Linked DNA regions of Mus musculus: regions 2 and 3 are each linked to region 1. Evidence: chromatin contacts called from public HiChIP or PLAC-seq and promoter capture Hi-C data. All regions are on one chromosome and are shown on one strand. Each heading gives the region's core, a stretch centred on a gene start, on an enhancer-like site or on the middle of the called end of the contact. The rest is flanking DNA. Distances are from core to core; before and after follow the strand shown. Region 1 holds the start of Mst1r (macrophage stimulating 1 receptor (c-met-related tyrosine kinase)). Region 2 overlaps Ip6k1 (inositol hexaphosphate kinase 1). Region 3 holds the start of 4930447F24Rik (RIKEN cDNA 4930447F24 gene).

Evidence for each region. Promoter capture Hi-C pulls out the DNA fragments that hold promoters and counts their contacts. HiChIP or PLAC-seq counts read pairs in DNA pulled down with a chosen protein or histone mark.
Region 2: an H3K27ac HiChIP or PLAC-seq map of embryonic stem cells shows a contact between it and region 1, with 4 times the contacts expected there. The contact joins the enhancer-like site here to the promoter of Mst1r in region 1. A contact is called at or near these places in 5 of 39 promoter capture datasets (the 3T3-L1 cell line, 3T3-L1-derived adipocytes, embryonic stem cells and 2 more), 24 of 484 Hi-C or Micro-C datasets (the AML12 cell line, the C10 cell line, the G1E-ER4 cell line and 17 more), 41 of 115 datasets of contacts at active chromatin or transcription factors (the 230-238 cell line, DN3 thymocytes, the NIH/3T3 cell line and 26 more) and 4 of 9 other capture datasets (adipose tissue, embryonic stem cells, liver and 1 more).
Region 3: a contact with region 1 is called in a promoter capture Hi-C map of fetal liver, with 8 times the contacts expected there. The contact joins the promoter of 4930447F24Rik here to the promoter of Mst1r in region 1. A contact is called at or near these places in 6 of 39 promoter capture datasets (3T3-L1-derived adipocytes, the C10 cell line, embryonic stem cells and 3 more), 2 of 115 datasets of contacts at active chromatin or transcription factors (embryonic stem cells and pancreatic cancer cells) and 3 of 9 other capture datasets (embryonic stem cells, liver and pancreatic islet).

Annotation. Positions count from the first base shown.
Region 1 is chr9:107,905,613-107,908,870 of GRCm38.p6, forward strand. It overlaps Mst1r (macrophage stimulating 1 receptor (c-met-related tyrosine kinase)), which reads left to right and starts at 1,277. Exons shown (of 19, transcript NM_009074.2): 1 at 1,277-2,768. The coding sequence starts at 1,533.
Region 2 is chr9:108,034,009-108,036,912 of GRCm38.p6, forward strand. The region is part of intron 3 of Ip6k1 (inositol hexaphosphate kinase 1); the gene reads left to right. Among named protein-coding and RNA genes, the nearest start is that of Gmppb, 14 kb to the right of the region's middle. Within about 2 kb of position 1,428, at least 89 of the 459 cell types and tissues checked have an H3K27ac peak or open chromatin away from gene starts, as enhancers often do. A contact at or near this core is called in the 230-238 cell line, the G1E-ER4 cell line, embryonic stem cells and 4 more, where this site is marked.
Region 3 is chr9:108,131,962-108,135,228 of GRCm38.p6, forward strand. 4930447F24Rik (RIKEN cDNA 4930447F24 gene) reads left to right here and starts at 1,757. Exons shown (of 3, transcript NR_126078.1): 1 at 1,757-1,829. The region is part of intron 2 of Bsn (bassoon); the gene reads right to left.

The DNA of each region.
Region 1 (3,258 bases), core at 27-2,526:
AGTACTTGGAAGGCTGAAAGGCTGAAGCAGGTGGATCTCTGAGTTTGAGGGCAGTCTGGTCTACAGAGTGAACTCCAAGACAGCCAGGAAAAACCTATTTTGCCCAGAGAAACCCTGTTTCTATGTAACAAAACAAAACAAAACAAAAAAGGCATCCTAGGATAATACCATCTCGACTATGAAAGGATGAAGGGATGGAGCACTAGCTAAGGCCATGTTAGAAAGGAGAAGCAGGCAGTGAAGTTTGTCCTGGGCGTGGAGTAGAAAAGGTAGAATTCCCCAGGGTGGGTTCCTCCCTCCCCAGCTCTCTTATTCTCTGCTGCCTAGGGACTCAAAACTGCCTATGACCACCCTGTGAGGAGCCCTCAAGAGCCCAGGTTCACGGAGCTAAGGCAGCTGCCTGGCTAAGAATACCTCTTCCTGCTCCATTACCCTGAGGTATTGAGAAAGCGTCTTACCAAGAGACAGCGGCTGAGTCCCGGGAAAGAGAGGTGGCAAAGCAGAATGGGCTTCACCCATCCTGGAAAGAGGACTCTGGATTCCAACCAACTACAGCTACATTCGTGTTTCAGAGACACTGGGTCCACAAAGCAAGGAGCGGATCAGAGGTGCCCCGGAATTCAAAGACCACACCTCTCCTGTACCAGGGCACCGGAGGAGAGGCATTTTCTACCGTCACTCTTCCCTTCTGTCCCATATATGCCTTCTCATGCTGAGGCCACAGTGACAGGATCCGAGCCAGAGGGCTAGGTCTTCACAGAAGTTACCTCCTCTAAGTATTACCACCCAGGGCGGGTCAGACTCCATTAATCTTTATGGGTCTTGGCACACAGGACAGGGCACAACATACCTTTCTCTGACACTTCTCTGAATAGGCACATGGAAAGATGATCTCTGACCACACAAGGTCTGTTCCATGTATCCCTTTCTGCAGCGCCCCCACCCCCGCATTACTCTGTCCAGTGCATTCCTGGTCTCCGTCTCCGTTCCCCACATGGTGAACTAGTGCCTGACAGTGTTCCTATGAAAGAGGGCCATGAGGAGAGAGGAGCCAGATTGTCCTGCAGCGTTCTAACCTCAACCAGATGGGTTGTGGGGATATAGGATGGTTCAGGAATACTCCTTCCCAGGTCACAACAACAGCCTTCTCACAGCTGGAAAGAGTCAGACAGAGCTGGAAAGAAAGCAGGGCCTTCGACAGGGCTCCGCCCGTAGCCCCGCCCCCAGCCCTGCCGCACCCACTGGGGCCCACCTCCCTTCGACTTTGATCCAAGTAGCTGTAGCAGCGGCAGCTAGAAGCAGCAGCTGGGGCCCCTGGTGAGGTGATCGTGCCATTGCCGTGTCCGTGGGTCCACAGCCAGGTGCTCAGACCACAAGCCAGAGAGAAAGGTTGGGTTTGCCAGGGACCAGGGCAGGGGGGCAGCTGCCCAGGAGCTTTCAGTACCGCTGCGTAAAGCTGGTCTCAGCTCGGACCCTGAGTCTGGTTCGATCAAGTCCTGGACCTTCTGGGATTCCCAAGGGGCCCCAGCTCAATGGGGCTGCCTCTGCCGCTGCTTCAATCCTCTCTTCTGCTAATGCTTCTTTTGCGGCTGTCGGCGGCGTCCACCAACCTGAACTGGCAGTGCCCACGAATACCCTACGCAGCCTCCCGAGACTTCAGTGTCAAGTACGTGGTCCCCAGCTTCTCCGCGGGGGGCCGGGTACAGGCCACCGCAGCCTACGAGGACAGTACAAATAGTGCGGTGTTTGTGGCCACACGCAATCACCTGCACGTGCTTGGGCCTGACCTGCAGTTCATAGAGAACCTGACCACTGGCCCTATCGGGAACCCTGGCTGCCAGACTTGTGCGAGCTGTGGTCCAGGCCCTCATGGACCACCAAAGGACACAGACACACTGGTGCTAGTGATGGAGCCAGGTTTGCCAGCCCTGGTCAGCTGTGGCTCAACCCTACAGGGCCGCTGCTTCCTGCATGAGCTGGAGCCTCGGGGGAAAGCCCTGCACTTAGCAGCTCCAGCCTGCCTATTCTCAGCAAACAATAACAAGCCTGAGGCCTGCACGGACTGTGTGGCTAGCCCCCTGGGCACTCGTGTGACTGTGGTGGAGCAGGGGCATGCTTCCTACTTCTATGTGGCATCTTCGCTAGACCCAGAGTTGGCCGCTAGCTTTAGCCCCCGCTCGGTGTCCATCCGTCGTCTAAAGTCTGATACTTCTGGATTCCAACCAGGTTTTCCGTCGCTGTCGGTGCTGCCCAAATATTTGGCCTCCTACCTCATCAAATATGTGTACAGCTTCCACTCGGGGGATTTTGTCTACTTTCTGACTGTCCAGCCCATCAGTGTCACAAGCCCTCCCAGTGCCTTGCATACACGTCTGGTCCGGCTCAATGCTGTAGAGCCAGAGATTGGTGACTACCGGGAGCTGGTCTTGGACTGTCATTTTGCACCTAAACGCCGGCGCCGTGGAGCCCCGGAGGGCACACAGCCCTACCCAGTGCTTCAGGCAGCCCACTCTGCTCCAGTGGATGCCAAACTGGCTGTGGAACTGAGCATTTCAGAGGGCCAGGAAGTGCTTTTTGGGGTCTTTGTGACCGTCAAGGATGGTGGCTCTGGCATGGGTCCCAACTCTGTTGTATGTGCCTTCCCCATTTACCACCTGAACATCCTGATTGAAGAGGGTGTCGAATATTGCTGTCACTCTTCAAATTCTTCTTCCCTGTTGTCGAGAGGCCTTGACTTCTTCCAGACGCCCAGTTTTTGTCCTAATCCGGTGAGCAGAAAGAGCGGGCCCCTGACCTGTGAGTACCCTGTGGAGCTGAATACGGGCTATTTCCTTGCTATCTCTGAAAGGGCCTGGGTGGGAAAAGGCAGTGGGCTAAGACACACAAATCATCAGCCATGTCCCGGAAGGTCACCCAGCACGAGGCTGTCATCCTTCCTGCCATCTGATTCTTTAAGATAGCTTCCAGGGTTGTGTGAGGAGGGGCTTACGTCATAGTTAACCCTGCCAGCACAACTTCCAAATTCCCCTCCAACCTGTCCAGTTCCTAGACCCTCAGGGACACCGAGAAAAATACAGACAGAGGCAAACACTCAGAGGGCAGAGCCTCACAACGGTCCGCAGCGGCTTGCCGACCAGTTCTACTTTCCTTTGAAGGCACTGTTTTGCTCTGCTTTTCAAAGAGGGGTGGTTGGCAGGGCTGCCAGAGAACTCCTCCCCGCCCCACCCCCCACTCCGTGAGGTTCCAGGGAACCCTGGA
Region 2 (2,904 bases), core at 178-2,677, 130 kb after region 1:
AACCAACTTTCTGTTACTGATACTGTAGATTATTAACTATATATCATAAATTATAAATTAATATTTTGTAAATAAGACATGAAGATTATATTAAACTTACATATTTAAGACTGGTCAAAAATAAACATGCAGTGGCCACATATATTTATACATTTAAAACAGACAATTTTTTTAAGCTGTAATTTTAAGAACGGAATACCTTGCTACTTGTTGAATCCAGTTCTCATGGGCATAGATGTTTTGTAGCTGTCAGATTACTTACCAGGGAGGCTGAGAAGCTGCTGACCCCTTTAAGAGCAGCCTGCACATAGCCCCTGGCTTACTGCCATTTTGATCCAGGCAGGAGGCAGGGCTCTGGGGACAGCACCAACTTGTCAGTTTTTGTTGTCCCGATTTAGTCACTTTTTTCTAAAAATTCTTGAAATGAGTTAAAACTAAGTCAGGGGGTAAACAACCATTTCTGCAGACCCAGACGTCCCATAGTCAGAGTTTTGATGGAGGAGAGACTGAGTTTTACAGATAGTGATGCGCATCAGTCCCCAAGGGTGGTGGACCTGCTGGCCACTCGTTCCTGCCAAAGATAGTTAGTTTCCCAACCATACAGTTACACTTAGATTTTTTTTGTCAGGCATTTGAAGTCCTTCAAGTGTAATTGCACTTGAACCTAGTCAATGGAGTGGAGCTGGCTGGTCGGCCCATGGTGTCTCTCAAAGTAATAGGGGAGAACAAATAAATCACAACCACACAAAGCACACAATAAGTCTGTAGGTGTTGGAAAAAGAAACCAAATGAAGCTGATGGTGGCCTCTCCTGGTATCATGCCCCACCTATCAGGATAACTCACTAGCCTTCACCAAACACTGTGTTTGGCTGGAGTTCTCCAATGCTCCCACTGCCACTGAGAGGTCGCTGGAGTTGGCCTTAAAAAAAATCACCCTACACTGAACAGAGCAAAAGACAACTCCAAGCAAGACAGGACAAAAGACAAAACACAAAGACACAGGACAGACAGAAGCACCTCAGCTTACCAATTGGTGGAGAACCAATTGCTTCCCTAAAAAAAACAAAAACAAAAACCTGCTCAGCTAACAAGGGTAGGGGGGCAGCAGCAATCCTGGATGAGCGCCCAAATGTTACGGTCCAAGAACCACTGAAGGAAGAACCCAGACTCAAGTAATATGCAAAGAAAGAGGGTTTATTCTGCAGAAATTACCAGCATGCAGGGTCAACCATTCATCAAAACAGCAACTTGGAAGTGAGCGCACAGGCTCAATTTAAAGCTGATTAGGGAAATTCCAGGGAGTAGTCGGTGAGTGATCTTTACCCTTACTGGTTCGCTCTATCTCTAGGGGTACAGGTGACTCTGGGCTTGGTTAGGGCTCTAGGGGCTTTCCGGAACCATTGCTGGGGGCTGGGGACTTTCTAGAACTGTTGCTGATGAACAGTTCCTGGCTCAGGCCAGATGGTGGGGCAGTTCCTGACTGGCTGCCTGTGTGCTGTGGCTCTTGCCTGAACTGGTTTGTTCAGTTCTGGGAATCAGAAACTTACACCTAGTTCCTTGAACTGGCATTTTGTAGCCTGTCATGGAGTCAGCCTAGCTCAGTCCTCTCATCCTGACACATGATTAAAGAATATGGTTCCCAACAGTGGGGTGGAGGTAGTGTGGGGGTGGCTGGTGGTCATGGGTTACTCACACTGATATGGCCTCCCTGATGCATTTTACCACCTCAGTGATGTTGCTTTCTGGGTGTGGCTAAACCCAGTTAAGAGAAACTGAAACTCTGTCAGCTCTTTAGAAGCAGGGTGCCCTGTGTTCATGGCAATAGGTTATTTAACTTCCTTTTAAGTCTCAAACCTATAGGATGTCTGAGCATGAGAGTGATGATAGACCATACAGACTAGGTTACCCAGTGGCTTTTGTTCAAACTCTGAGAATCTGATAATATTATCTTTTCCATGCTTCCTGTATTTATACTGGGCATTGGTTTTTCTCAGAATTATGTCTCTTGATATTATTCTGTGTATTATTTGTGACATTAGTTAGCTTCTACTAAATTAAATATAATCCAGAGGCTAGAGAATAAAGTGTTGGCAGTCAAAGCATGATGATGCATGCTTGTAATCCTAGCACTCTGGAAGCTGAGGCAGGAGGATCATTGGGTGTGTGAACACAGCATGTGCTGCATAACAAGTTGCAGAATAGCTTGGACTCATAGTGAGACCATGAGTTGGGGTTGGGGGAGGAATGGAGTTAAGAATGCTTCCTGTACTTCCAGAAGACCCAAGTTGAGTTCCCAGCACCCCACATCTGGCAGCTCACAAAAGCTCCAGGGCACTGAGTGTTGCCTTCTGGTCTCTGCAGCCACCTCCACATCCATGGTGCACACAGGCATAAGAACACGCGCCTTTAATCCCAGTTCTTGGGAGGCAGAAACAGGAAGATTTTCATGATTTCAAGGCCAGCCTGGTTTACATGCAGAGTTCCAGGACAATCAGGACTACACAGAGGAAACCCTATCTTGAAAAACCGAGAGGGGCGGGGGGAGAGAGAGAGAGAGAGAGAGAGAGAGAGAGAGAGAGAGAGAGAGAGAGAATATTAATCTGTTAGCATGTTGTCTGTACGGTTTTGTTGTTTGTGAGACAAGATCTCACTGTGTACTCTGGTGGCTGGCATAGAATTCATATGTAGACCAGGCTAATCCAAAGCATACAGTAATCTCCCATTTCTGCCACTCAGATGCTGGGATCACTAAACTAAACTAAACTAAACTACAGGAATCCAGCCAAGCCTATCATCCCTTCCCCACTTCTGAAAAGCAGACGCAGGTCCACTTTAGGAAACACTTGCCCAGCAAACTCAAACGAGTTTCAGGTCTGGATGGGGGCCCAGCCTTGTATTACTTT
Region 3 (3,267 bases), core at 507-3,006, 230 kb after region 1:
ATACTTAGTATCTACTACCTAGGCCCTGGGTTGAATCCCAGAAACACACACACACACACACACACACACACACACACACACACACAGAGAGACAGAGGCAGACAGACAGACAGACATAATAATCATGTAAATGTATATGTGAAATTTGGGAGATTTGGGGGTTTTGTTGTTGTTCTGATTTTGTTTTTTCTTTTCCTTTCTTTCTTTCCTTTCCTTTCCTTTTCTCTTTTTACATAGGGTTTCTCTCTGTGGTAGCGCTGGCTGTCCTGGCACTAACTTTGTAGACCAGGCTGGTCTTGAACTGAGAAATCTGCTTGCCTCTGCCTGGAGACTGGTGGGATTAAAGATGAGCATCCTGTGCCTAGCTTGATTTTGTGTTTATTTACCTTTTTGAGTCAGGATCTCACTTTTTCTTGTTTGAAATTTTTTTTATTTACTCTTATGTGTGTGTGCACATGCACAGTACTTGTGGAGAGCAGAAGAGGGCATCGAATCTCCAGGAGCTGGAGTTACAGGCAGCTATGCCACCCGATCCCAGTACTGAGAACTGAACCCTGGTCCTCTGGAAGAGCAGCAAGTGCTCTTAACCACAAAGCCATCACTCCAGTCCCCTCCAACTTGGTTGTGTGTGTGTGTGGTTTTTTTTTTTTTTTTTTTTTTTTTTTTTTTTTTTTTTTTTTGGCAAGTTTGCTCTGACTACTTGAGGGTCTGTGTGTGCCTGTGTGGGCATGTATCACAGCTTTTGCAAGAACCAGTTTTCTTCTACCCTGTAGGTCCTGGGAGTTGAACTCGGTCCATCAGGTTTGGCAGCAAGTAACTTTACCCACTGAGCCATCTCATCCCCCCTTTTCTTGGCCGTCTTTACTCCACTGTCTCTGTCCTGTTTCACTTGGCTTTACATATAACAATATACGATTTAGGGCTGGTGAGATGGCTCAGTGGGTAAGAGCACCCGACTGCTCTTCCGAAGGTCGGAAGTTCAAATCCCAGCAACCACATGGTGGCTCACAACCACCCGTAATGAGATCCGATGCCCTCTTCTGGTGCGTCTGAAGACAGCTACAGTGTACTTTACATATAATAAATAAATAAATAAATAAATCTTTAAAAAAAAACAATATATGATTTAGTGGTGAGCTGCATTGTTCTGCTCTGGATCCTTCCCATTCCTGTTTGGTTGATGCCTAGGCTCTTCAGTGCCAGCACTCCATGCCTGATGGCCTCAGCCACAAAACAGCCCATGCAACAGCACTCTTGTCTCTCCCGTGTCTCTGCTCTCCATCCTACAGATACAGTTAAGGTCGGCCCTGTCTCCAGAAAACAGGCAGCCTGGGGCCGCGTTCTAACACCAGGGCTGGCTGCCTAAGAGCTCCTAGAAGCTTGGAGGACTTTCCCCTGTTGACTGAATGGTTTTGCTGTTGCTGTTATTTTTTAATCAGGGGGGCTTCTATAAGGCAAATGGCCTAAGGACTAGGCACATGGTGGCTAAGATCCCTTTCCTGCCCCAGCCTGCCTGGAGGTCCACTTCCACTTTATTTAGGGTTAGAGGGAAGCACTGTAGTCATCTCCTCCTGGAGGAGGCCTCATCCCATGCCTTTAGGACACCTGTGCCTCATTTGAATCTGGCCCAAACAGCAGTGTGGCCTGGATGGGGCAGAGGAAAGGGGACAGGCTGCTGGCTAGGGCTGAGGACTCTGTGCTGCTCATAGCTCCACCCCCAGGCCATCTGGTGTCCTGGCCTTTGCTGGAAGCAGTGGGATGCAGACATTAAAGGGAGAGGCTTAGACCATTACATTGGCTCCCTTCCTTCTTTGCACAACCCACCTTCGGTAAGCATCCAAGCCCAGGGCTTGTCATGAGGTTAAGGATGGGGGCAGTAAGTTAGACCTGCCTGCCTGCCTCTGCCTCTGCCTCTGCCTCTGCCTCTCTGCCTCTGCCTCTCTGCCTCTGCCTCTCTGCCTCTGCCTCTGCCTCTGCCTCTGCCTCTGCCTCTGCCTCTGCCTCTGCCTCTGCCTCTCTGCCTCTCTGCCTCTCTGCCTCTCTGCCTCTCTGCCTCTCTGCCTCTCTGCCTCTCTGCCTCTCTGCCTCTCTGCCTCTCTGCCTCTCTGCCTCTCTGCCTCTCTGCCTCTCTGCCTCTCTGCCTCTCTGCCTCTCTGCCTCTCTGCCTCTCTGCCTCTCTGCCTCTCTGCCTCTCTGCCTCTCTGCCTCTCTGCCTCTCTGCCTCTCTCTCTGCCTCTCTGCCTCTCTCTCTGCCTCTCCTGCCTCTCTGCCTCTCTGCCTCTCTGCCTCTCTCTCTGCCTCTCTGCCTCTCTGCCTCTCTCTCTGCCTCTCTGCCTCTCTCTCTGCCTCTCTGCCTCTCTCTCTGCCTCTCTGCCTCTCTCTCTGCCTCTCTGCCTCTCTCTCTGCCTCTCTGCCTCTCTCTCTGCCTCTCTGCCTCTCTCTCTGCCTCTCTGCCTCTCTCTCTGCCTCTCTGCCTCTCTCTCTGCCTCTCTGCCTCTCTGCCTCTCTCCCTCTCTGCCTCTCTCCCTCTCTGCCTCTCTCCCTCTCTGCCTCTCTCCCTCTCTGCCTCCCTCTCTGCCTCTCTGCCTCTCTGCCTCTCTGCCTCTCTGCCTCTCTGCCTCTCTGCCTCTCTGCCTCTCTGCCTCTCTGCCTCTCTGCCTCTCTGCCTCTCTGCCTCTCTGCCTCTCTGCCTCTCTGCCTCTCTGCCTCTCTCTCTGCCTCTCTGCCTCTCTCTCTGCCTCTCTCTCTGCCTCTCTCTCTGCCTCTCTCTCTGCCTCTCTCTCTGCCTCTCTCTCTGCCTCTCTGCCTCTCTGCCTCTCTGCCTCTCTGCCTCTCTGCCTCTCTGCCTCTCTGCCTCTCTGCCTCTCTGCCTCTCTGCCTCTCTGCCTCTCTGCCTCTCTGCCTCTGCCTCTGCCTCTGCCTCAGCAACGGCTAAGCCTGGAGTAGATAAGGTCCTGACCATACTCTTTCCTCTAGTGTTTTATTTACATTTTCAAACAGTTTTCTTTGTTTACTCTGTGTGTGTGTGTGTCTGTGTGTATGTGTGTCTGTCTATGTGTCTGTGTGTGTGTGTGTGTGTGTGTGTGTGTGTATGCATGTGTCTGTGTGTATGTGTATATGTGTGTGTCTGTCTATGTGTGTCTGTATGTGTCTGTGTGTGTCTTTATGTGTGTCTGTGTGTCTGTCTGTGTCTGTGTGTTTGTCTGTCTCTCTGTGTGTATGTGTGTGTGTATGTATGTGTGTCTGTATGTGTATCTGTCTGTGTGT